3 separate regions of the Mus musculus genome follow, and regions 1 and 2 are each linked to region 3. A link is a contact called in public HiChIP or PLAC-seq data. All regions are on one chromosome and are shown on one strand. Each heading gives the region's core, a stretch centred on a gene start, on an enhancer-like site or on the middle of the called end of the contact. The rest is flanking DNA. Distances are from core to core; before and after follow the strand shown. Region 1 holds the start of Ptov1 (prostate tumor over expressed gene 1). Region 2 overlaps Spib (Spi-B transcription factor (Spi-1/PU.1 related)). Region 3 has its middle 15 kb from the start of Myh14.

Region 1 (2,700 bases), core at 123-2,622, 180 kb after region 3:
TTAGGAACCTAAACAAAATCCAAAACTATTCAAGTGCGGGGTGAGGGATAACCATTAAGAGGCTTGTGTGTTTGCCTGCACCCAAAAACACCTGTATGCCCACAACAGCAGGGAAACAAACTAGGAACATGAAGCCCACTAAGCGCCAAGTTCGTGTTTACGCATGCCTGATTTGCTGTTTGCGCACTGCATGGCCAGAGCCAAGTCACATTTGTAGAAAAGGGACACATATGAGGACCCCAGGAAGGGCTCCCAACACCAAGAGAAAACTTCAAGCCTAGGCTGTACTACAGCGAGGGGTGTGTCTGCGTTCCTCAGGTGATCCAGGCGACAGACCCGCCTCAGCTCCTCGGAGAACAACGTCGTCAGAAGTCTGAAGTGGTCAGTACCACGCCAGGGAATAGCTTACCGCTGGCCAAGCATGCGCAGGTGTGGCCACGAGTCCACCATCACAATGGGGGCAATTTTGTTGCCCCAAGAAAATCTCAATGTTTCTAGAAAGTGCGCGCACGTTTACTGAGTGGACAAAAAGGTGACAACCCCACGAACTTACAGAGCTGAATATTTACCTTAAGCTTTATCTTAAGGCTTAAGGTCTGGGCTAGCTGCGGGGCGGGCGGGTATGCAAATAGAGGGACTGTCCACAATCGCCATCTGGCCCCGGGGGACAACGCCCCCGCGAGCAACAGCTGGGCGCGCGTGTAAGCGCCGGGCTCCTCCACCGGCCGCTTCGCGCATTTCCAGACCCGGAGGCCGAGGACCAACTTTGCAATTGGAAAAACAAGCGTGCACCCCAGGCGCCCCCCGCGCGCGTGTGCAGCCGGCCGCGCAGTCAGCAGTAATTCGAACCCGCCCCGCCTCCGTACCCCGCCCCCCGCCCAGCCCGCCGCGCAACAAAGGGGAGCGCCCAGAGCCGATCAAGGACTGATCCCGGACCCCTGGGTGCGCCCTCCCGCGGGAGGCCCGTGGGCGCTGCGGACAAAGGCGCCCGCCAGGGGAGGGGTGGCGGGGCGGGGCGTGCGTGGAAGGCTCTGGAAACAGGCCGTGGGACTCACCATGGGAGGGGCCGAACGAGCCCGGATCCGCGGTGGCTGCGGGCCTCGAGGACCGCCAGGCCAGGAACGTGAGCGCACGGCGCGGACGACCAGGGGCCGCGGTGGCCGGCCACGACCTCCGAGGGGGCCCCCGGCGCCGGAGCGGTGCGGGGCACGGCGCGGGCGGACCATGGCGGGTGGGAGGCCGTGGGCCTCACGGGGGGCTGCGGGTCCGCCGACCGACAGGCGCGGGCGCGCGGCTTCGGGGAGAAGCGGAGCGGGACCGCGGCGGGGGACGCGCCGCTGAGGGGTCGCCGCGGCCGAACCACTGCAGCGAACAGGGGAGCCCGGCGCCAACCAACGCGAAGCTGGGGGGAGATGCGGGGGGGGTGGGCTGGCGCCTACCAACGTGGAAGAAGAGGGAGAGCCGGGACCAACGCCGGGGAGAGGAGGAGCCGGCGCTAACCAACAGACTATGGAGCTGGGGAGCCAGCGCTGACAAACAGGGATGGAGGACTGTAAGGGGGTGTGGCTGGAGCAAACCAAGAAGGTCAGGGAGGGAGGGTTTCAGACTTGGAAATGACAAGAGAGAAACTGTGCTACAAGAGTTCGAGCTGGTGAGACAATACCAAGTCCTCACTGCTGGAGGGACAGAAGGCGGTAGACAGGATAATGGGTGGCGCGACGGAACCTACCACCAGACTGAGGGGTAGATGTAGGAACCAGGCGTTCTTGCCTCTTGGAGGCGGTGACGTGGCAAGGTGGCTAAAAGACTACAACTTCCAGCGGGTCTCTCGCAGCCTGGGCGTGACCAGCATAGCTGCTGGCCCATTTGTCCAGGGTCTGCCCACTGTTGCTTGGGCCTTCTAGCAGTTGCCTTACCCAGATCACGTTCTTGATCTGAAAGGACTGTGCAGTGGCATTTCTTGCTTCCGTTTGTTTTTAACCTGTGATACTATCCAGCCTTAGATTATCTGCGCTCGATGTAAGTGGCGTTGTGTTTACGCAGTGTTAGCTTATGCACCCAGGCTGACCTCGAACTCCTAAGCCTTCTGTCTTCACCTTTAATTGGGTGTGCACTACTACACGTGGCTGTTAAACTATATATAGGGTGCTGAGGTTTGAATTTATAGCCTCTTGCATGCGAGAAGTTCCCTCCTGCCTTCTTTTAAACTAGAAAACCTATTTGGACTATACTTTGTTCTTCCTTGCTGATTCATACACTACTTTAACCAAATTATATCAGGCCCCTGACAGCACACCCAAGCTATGATGCCTGTCACCTGGAGCAAATGTCCTGGCAGTAGGCTGGCTTTTTAAAAATCTCGTGTTTTATAATTGATTTAAAAAGCTAAACTGGAAGGTGAGCAGCAAGAGAGGTCACCTGGTCCTTGTCTGCCACCAAGCCTGACAACCTGGGTTCAATTTCCCTAAACCCTATGGTGGGAGGAGCAAAGAGACCCTTACAAAGTGCTCCCTGAGCCCCACACAAGTCCTGTGTCACATGTGCACATAATTCAGAGTCTGCTTGCACTTCAAAGTGAGCTCAAAACCTGATTGGGCAACTGACTTAATACGACAGCCTTGTCTCATAATTAATAAACAATAATAATAGAGATTGAGTAGTGACACTAGGCATTAATTAAAAGGTACGGGAAGCCGGGCG
Region 2 (2,700 bases), core at 59-2,558, 160 kb before region 3:
GCGTGGTGGTGCACGCCTTTAATCCCAGCATTTGAGAGGCAGAGGCAGGTGGATTTCTGAGTTTAAGGCCAGCCTGGTCTACAGAGTGAGTTCCAGAACGGCCAGGGCTACACAGAGAAACCCTGTCTCGAAAACAACAACAACAAAAAGACAAGACAATGGAAAGAAACAGTCACGTGGTGCGCTGCCTGACATCTGAGCATTCTGGCTGAGGCAAGGGCTCAAGGTCTTCCCTAGCTACACAGTGAGAGTGAGTTCAAGACCAGCCTGAGCTACATAAGACTCAATCTCAAGAATAAAAGGCACCGGCCTTGCCACAGCCATACCTCTGCCACACATCCCCCTCAAACACAACATACAGGTCGCGCCTCAGTCAGTGTGTGAATGCAGGGCTGCTGAGAGCCTAGAGAACTTCCCATATGATCAAGGGATCCCAGAAGGAAGGGCCCAACCTATAAGGTTCACTGAACCTCCCACCCTACCTTACCCAGCCATTCATCTCGGACATAGGTCCCAGAGGGTCCCAAGGGGTGCCTGAGGCAAGAGGAGCCTGAGGCAAGAGGACTGCCACTAGCTTGAGAATAGCCCAGCCCGGGTTACATAGTAAAATCTCTCAAAAAAGGAAAAAACCTGGTGTGATGGTGCACCCTTGTCATCCCAGCACTCAGGAGGCCGAGGCAGGACGATTGTTAAAAGTTGGGGGGCCAGCCTGAGCTACATAATGAGACCCTGTCTCAAACAAACAAAAGTCATAAACGGACGCAGAGAAAAGTCACACACAGGTGGCACAGGGTTCTCAGAGAGCTCCAAACATAACTAGACCTCAGATCTAACAAGGGCTTCAGGGGGAGTACAGAGGGACCGACCTATCTGGCCAACAAAACAAGGGTTTGGGGGGGGCTGTAGACAGCGCCACCTGCTGGTGAGATGTCATGTGAGCTCACAGGACTCGCAAGAACTGCGGTTTCTGGAACCGTAGACGACATCAGGGCTCCCCCATCCCCCCCCCCCCCGAGAAACCTGCCATTCTGAAACCGTGTAGAATGGCCAGTGCTCCCTCAAACACGACCATCCTAGATTGGAATCCTATACACGGCACAGGAAACTCTGGGGAGGCTCTAGGGAGAGCTGAGAACCCTGACTGCCCTCATATGGGGCTCCATGGGACTTAGGGGCCAGAAAGGGGTCCTTAGCGGAGTGCTCAGACATGCCGGGAGGCTGGCAGCAGCGCGCTGTCAAACTGGTAGGTGAGTTTGCGTTTGACCTTGCGGATTTCGCCTGTCTTGGCATAGTTGCGCAGCGCTCGGGCCAGCTTCTGATACGTCATGCGCTTGCGGTTGCCCTTCTGCTGGCCCCAGCGGCGAGCCAACAACTCCTTGTGCTTGGAGGAGAACTGGAAGACGCCGGCACCTGGCTCCACCCACCACACGCACTCGCGCATGTCCCCGCGTAGGAGCAACCCCAGCAAGAACTGGTACAGGCGCAGCTTCTTGCGTGCACCTGCAGGGTGTTGGATACCAGCGTTAAGAGGGGGAAGTCCGTTAAAGGAACCCCCAGAGCTACGGCCCCTCGCCACCCTTAGTTTTCACAATGGAGTTGGGCCTGGTTGGCTGCAACTACTCCAGAGGCTGAGGAAAGATCACCAAGTTCAAGATCAGCCTAGGTAACTTAGGGAGACTGTCTTTTAAAAGTAAGAGGGTGAGGCTTGGCTCAGTGATAGAGCCCCGTGCCTAGAATCCCTCCAGTGAGCGCGGGAGTATAAATAAGATGACTGGTTTGACATACGGAAAATTGAGGTCCAACAGAGAATAATTGGTTTGAAAGGTTGTCAGACACAGAGGCCTAAGGGGAGGAGGATTGTAGGTATATATTGGGTTTCCTTTGGCTGTTACTGTGTCTTTGTGCACAACGGAAACCCAGGCACAGAAAGGTCGATGCCCTTGACCAAGGTCACACAGGCAACAAGCAGCATGGATCTGGGAACTTCCTTGGGAAGTATTAGTGTTTAGGGTGCTCTGGTTCTTGCATCCTCTCCCCCACTCCCAGTCAGCATCCCCACTAAATCTCCACCCCACATACCTGCCTCAGATCCCCTCCCCTCGGAGCCAGCCAAGAGGGCCTCGTCTGACTCACTGTCCGAGACCTCCAGGGCGGGGCTGTCCAGCATAATGTCTTCTTCCTCTGATAGCACAGGGCTGGGGTACGGAGCATAAGCCAAGGAGCCCAGGGTCTGTGGGAGACCAGGGTCACCTGCACATCACTCTTGGTCCTCCCCACCTCTGCCCAGGGTCACATGCACAGCACTCCCTCTGTCCTCCCCACCTCTGTGGCTCTCACTACTTGGATGTACATCTTCCTGTACAGTGTGGACACTAGCCTTGGTTCTTGTCCCAATACACAGAGAGGTTGAGGCAGTTGCCCCAAGCTATACAGCCAGTAGATGGCATGGGTAGGACCTGCCTTCTGAACTGATGTATACAGTGCGGAGCCCAGGGGACACTTGAGCTACCTTGGAAGGGTGTTCTTGTGCTCCCCCTTCCCCCAATCCAGAAGTTCATCTCAGGGGTTGTGCAAGAGATGTAAGGTGGGAGCTCTCCCTCTAAGCTGTCCCGGCTCCTCACCTGGCTGGTGAAGTCCTCTGGGGGGTACACCTGGAGGCCAGGCCCTGGGGCCTCCAAGCTGGGGGCTGGGTCGAGGGTC
Region 3 (2,700 bases), core at 18-2,517:
TTAACGGGGAACATAAGCAACAGAGGAAGAGAATGAGGTGGGCAAGAGACGGGGAGCTGCACCCACAGACAGTTCCCTGCGCCTGCTCTCTCCCCACCACCGATCTCTGCTCAGATGCTTCCCAGACTCCAGTCCTTCCCCAGAGGGCCTTGTTGAAGGCAGGAATCCACCTGTGCCTAAGGTTCCCAAGGCGGCAGAAGTGACTAAAAAAGCATCTATCACACAGAGCTGTCAAAAAGCTAATTGATTCATCAACATCTGGTACTAGGCACTGGAAAAAACGGCTTCTGCAGACATGCGATGCTGCCGAAGGCTTTTTAGCCTCTCTTGTAACTCACTGAGCCATCTGTCCTCCTGCCCCCATCTCTGTTTCTGAAACAGGGTCTCGTGTAGCTCAGGCTATCCTTGAATTTGCCTTGCTCAGGCTGTCAGCTGAGGATGGCCTTGGATCTCTGATCCCCCTGTCTCTACTTCCCTCTTGTTGGGATGGCAGGTGTCTGCCACCACGCTTGGTTTACGTGGGCATGGGGATGAAACCCAGGGCCGTGTACCTGCTAGGTGAGTGTTTATCCACAGAGTCACATCTCCAACTCCATTTGTATTGAGAGCAGCCTCAGCGCTTTGGGAAGACCTGGCTGCAGGCCTTCTCCTTCAGGAAGCCTTCTTGGACTGCTCAGCTCCGAGTCTTGTTTATGTCCATGCCCATTTCAAGTGTACCCTGCCTTGGGTTCCCTGTGACTTGGCACAGTGGCTGGCATCCCTAGGGCCTCCAGAAGATCCAGGTTTCTGGATGGAATGCAGGTGGAGTGTGCGGATAGGCGGGTGTGTAATTAACGAGTGTATAGCAGACTGCACATGATAGCGGCTGCAGACACGGGGGGGGGGGGGGGGGTGCTGAGTTGTCCTTGGTTCCGGCCACCTGTGGTCTGTGGTTTCTTCCTCGTGTGAGACCAGGCTGGGGGTGGGGTTTGGATTGATATCCCCCAGTTTTATCAGCCACATTGTTACATCACCTAGAGCTCCCGCAAGGCTGGTAGCTACCATGTTGTCAGAATGGATATCCTACATTTCCATCCTCATGGATTATTCTACAAGTCTTGGGGGCAGGGGTAGGGAGAGGCCTGTCCCTTGCAGTGACCACGTTCCCCTGAGAGGATACAGATGAATGTTTACAGCAAAGCACCACATTCCCCCTAATGGAGTAGGGGAAGGACCTGGGAGAGAATGAGATTAACTGGCCGGGGTGGAGATGGCTGCTTGCCCAGTAATGAGTGTTTACTAAGCAGGGCACCTGCCTGTCAGGATCCCGCAGCCCCCTCTTCTCGAGACCACAGAGGCATTAACCATTTGAGCCCTGGGCCTGGGCCCCAGCCATCCCTAGGACAATCTCTCTGAAGCGCTGGCTCCTGTTGAGATAGGAGCCTGGCCATTCTTCTCAAGGCCATCTTGGCAGTCAGCGGGGTGGACGCAAGGGCACTGTGCTCTAGGCCTGCACTTCCCCACCCAGCCCGCTAACCAAGTATCCCTGCTCCTGTCTTCTCCTCCCCATTGCCTCACAAGTTCAAGACTCTCCCAGCTGGTTTCAGCCTCCAGTTCATCTCTCCTGCCCTGCCTCTATTCCCAGGTCTTTCTATGCCCAGGACTGATCCTGCCTCCTGGATCCAACTCCTGTGGCTCCCCAGGACCCAGCACTGCTCTGGCTCTGCCTCCTGGTTCTGGGAACATAGTTATCTCTGCAGAAGCAGATGACTTCGCCAGATCCTTTCTCCTCCCTCCAACCTTCAGCATCCACCTGTACCCAGCCTTCTAAGAAGCCCCCACCCCCACCCCCCACCATGACTCTTCTGAATGTCTGCACCAAGGTGTGGGTCACACACCAGCCTGTCTGCTGTTAGTTCCTGACACCTGCCAGGCTTCCTTTTGGAAGCGTGACCTCCCAGATGACTTCACTTGTGTGGCCCTAGCTGGTCTGGAACTGTCTGCGTAGACCAGGCTGACCGTAAATCCACAGAGACCCACCTGCCTCTGCCTACTAAATGTTGGGGTTAAAGGTGTGCATCACCACCCGTGATGGGAAATTCTTAGTTGCTGGAGTCACCACATCCTAGAAGGGAACTGACACAAAGTGTGTACTTAGTTACGTGTAGCAGGGAAGTGAACGGCAGCACAAAAAGAGCCAACTAAGCATCATATTGGGATTCGAACTCATAGCCCTCTAGTGACTATGCTAACTTTTTTTTTTTAATGTATAAGTGCTGCCTACTGCTCAGGCCTCTCATGCCAGCACTTAGGTGTCTGAGGCAGAAGGATTGCTTTAAGTTTGAGGCCAGTCTGGGCAACATAAGGAGACCCTGTCTCAAAAATCCAAATATAAAAAAAATTAAATGTACATGTATGTGTGTGTGTGTGTGTTCAGGCAGGGAAGTGCATGTGCACGTGTGTGCCTGTTCATGGCGGAGGAGGGGAGGAAGAGGCCAAGCCTAGGGGTCTCTCTCAGAAGTTCTCAATTTTGGTTTTTGAGGCAGGGACACTAGTTCAACTAGGCTGACTACAGTAAGCCCTAGCTATCCCCTCCTGTCTCCGTTCATCAGCACTGGAATTACAGGTACACACTGCTGTGTCCTGCCTTTTTGTGAGTCCTAAGAATCTGACCCAGGTCTCTATGTGCCAGGCACTTAACCAACTGAGCTGTCTTCCCAG

What was found. HiChIP or PLAC-seq counts read pairs in DNA pulled down with a chosen protein or histone mark.
Region 1: a contact with region 3 is called in an HNF4G HiChIP or PLAC-seq map of pancreatic cancer cells. The contact joins the promoter of Ptov1 here to the enhancer-like site in region 3. A contact is called at or near these places in 1 of 39 promoter capture datasets (cranial neural crest), 1 of 484 Hi-C or Micro-C datasets (embryonic stem cells), 7 of 115 datasets of contacts at active chromatin or transcription factors (bone marrow-derived macrophages, embryonic stem cells and pancreatic cancer cells) and 1 of 9 other capture datasets (pancreatic islet).
Region 2: a contact with region 3 is called in an HNF4G HiChIP or PLAC-seq map of pancreatic cancer cells. The contact joins two enhancer-like sites. A contact is called at or near these places in 5 of 39 promoter capture datasets (the 3T3-L1 cell line, cranial neural crest, embryonic stem cells and 2 more), 2 of 484 Hi-C or Micro-C datasets (embryonic stem cells and myocytes), 1 of 115 datasets of contacts at active chromatin or transcription factors (pancreatic cancer cells) and 2 of 9 other capture datasets (macrophages and pancreatic islet).

The regions. Positions count from the first base shown.
Region 1 is chr7:44,868,296-44,870,995 of GRCm38.p6, forward strand. Ptov1 (prostate tumor over expressed gene 1) reads right to left here and starts at 1,373. Exons shown (of 12, transcript NM_133949.2): 1 at 1,056-1,373. The coding sequence starts at 1,226.
Region 2 is chr7:44,526,758-44,529,457 of GRCm38.p6, forward strand. Spib (Spi-B transcription factor (Spi-1/PU.1 related)) reads right to left here. Exons shown (of 6, transcript NM_019866.1): 4 at 2,622-2,700; 5 at 2,080-2,230; 6 at 1-1,500. The coding sequence ends at 1,202. Among named protein-coding and RNA genes, the nearest start is that of Mybpc2, 3.4 kb to the left of the region's middle. Within about 2 kb of position 1,309, at least 185 of the 459 cell types and tissues checked have an H3K27ac peak or open chromatin away from gene starts, as enhancers often do. A contact at or near this core is called in pancreatic cancer cells and pancreatic islet, where this site is marked.
Region 3 is chr7:44,684,929-44,687,628 of GRCm38.p6, forward strand. No RefSeq gene overlaps it. Among named protein-coding and RNA genes, the nearest start is that of Myh14, 15 kb to the left of the region's middle. Within about 2 kb of position 1,268, at least 40 of the 459 cell types and tissues checked have an H3K27ac peak or open chromatin away from gene starts, as enhancers often do. A contact at or near this core is called in pancreatic cancer cells and pancreatic islet, where this site is marked.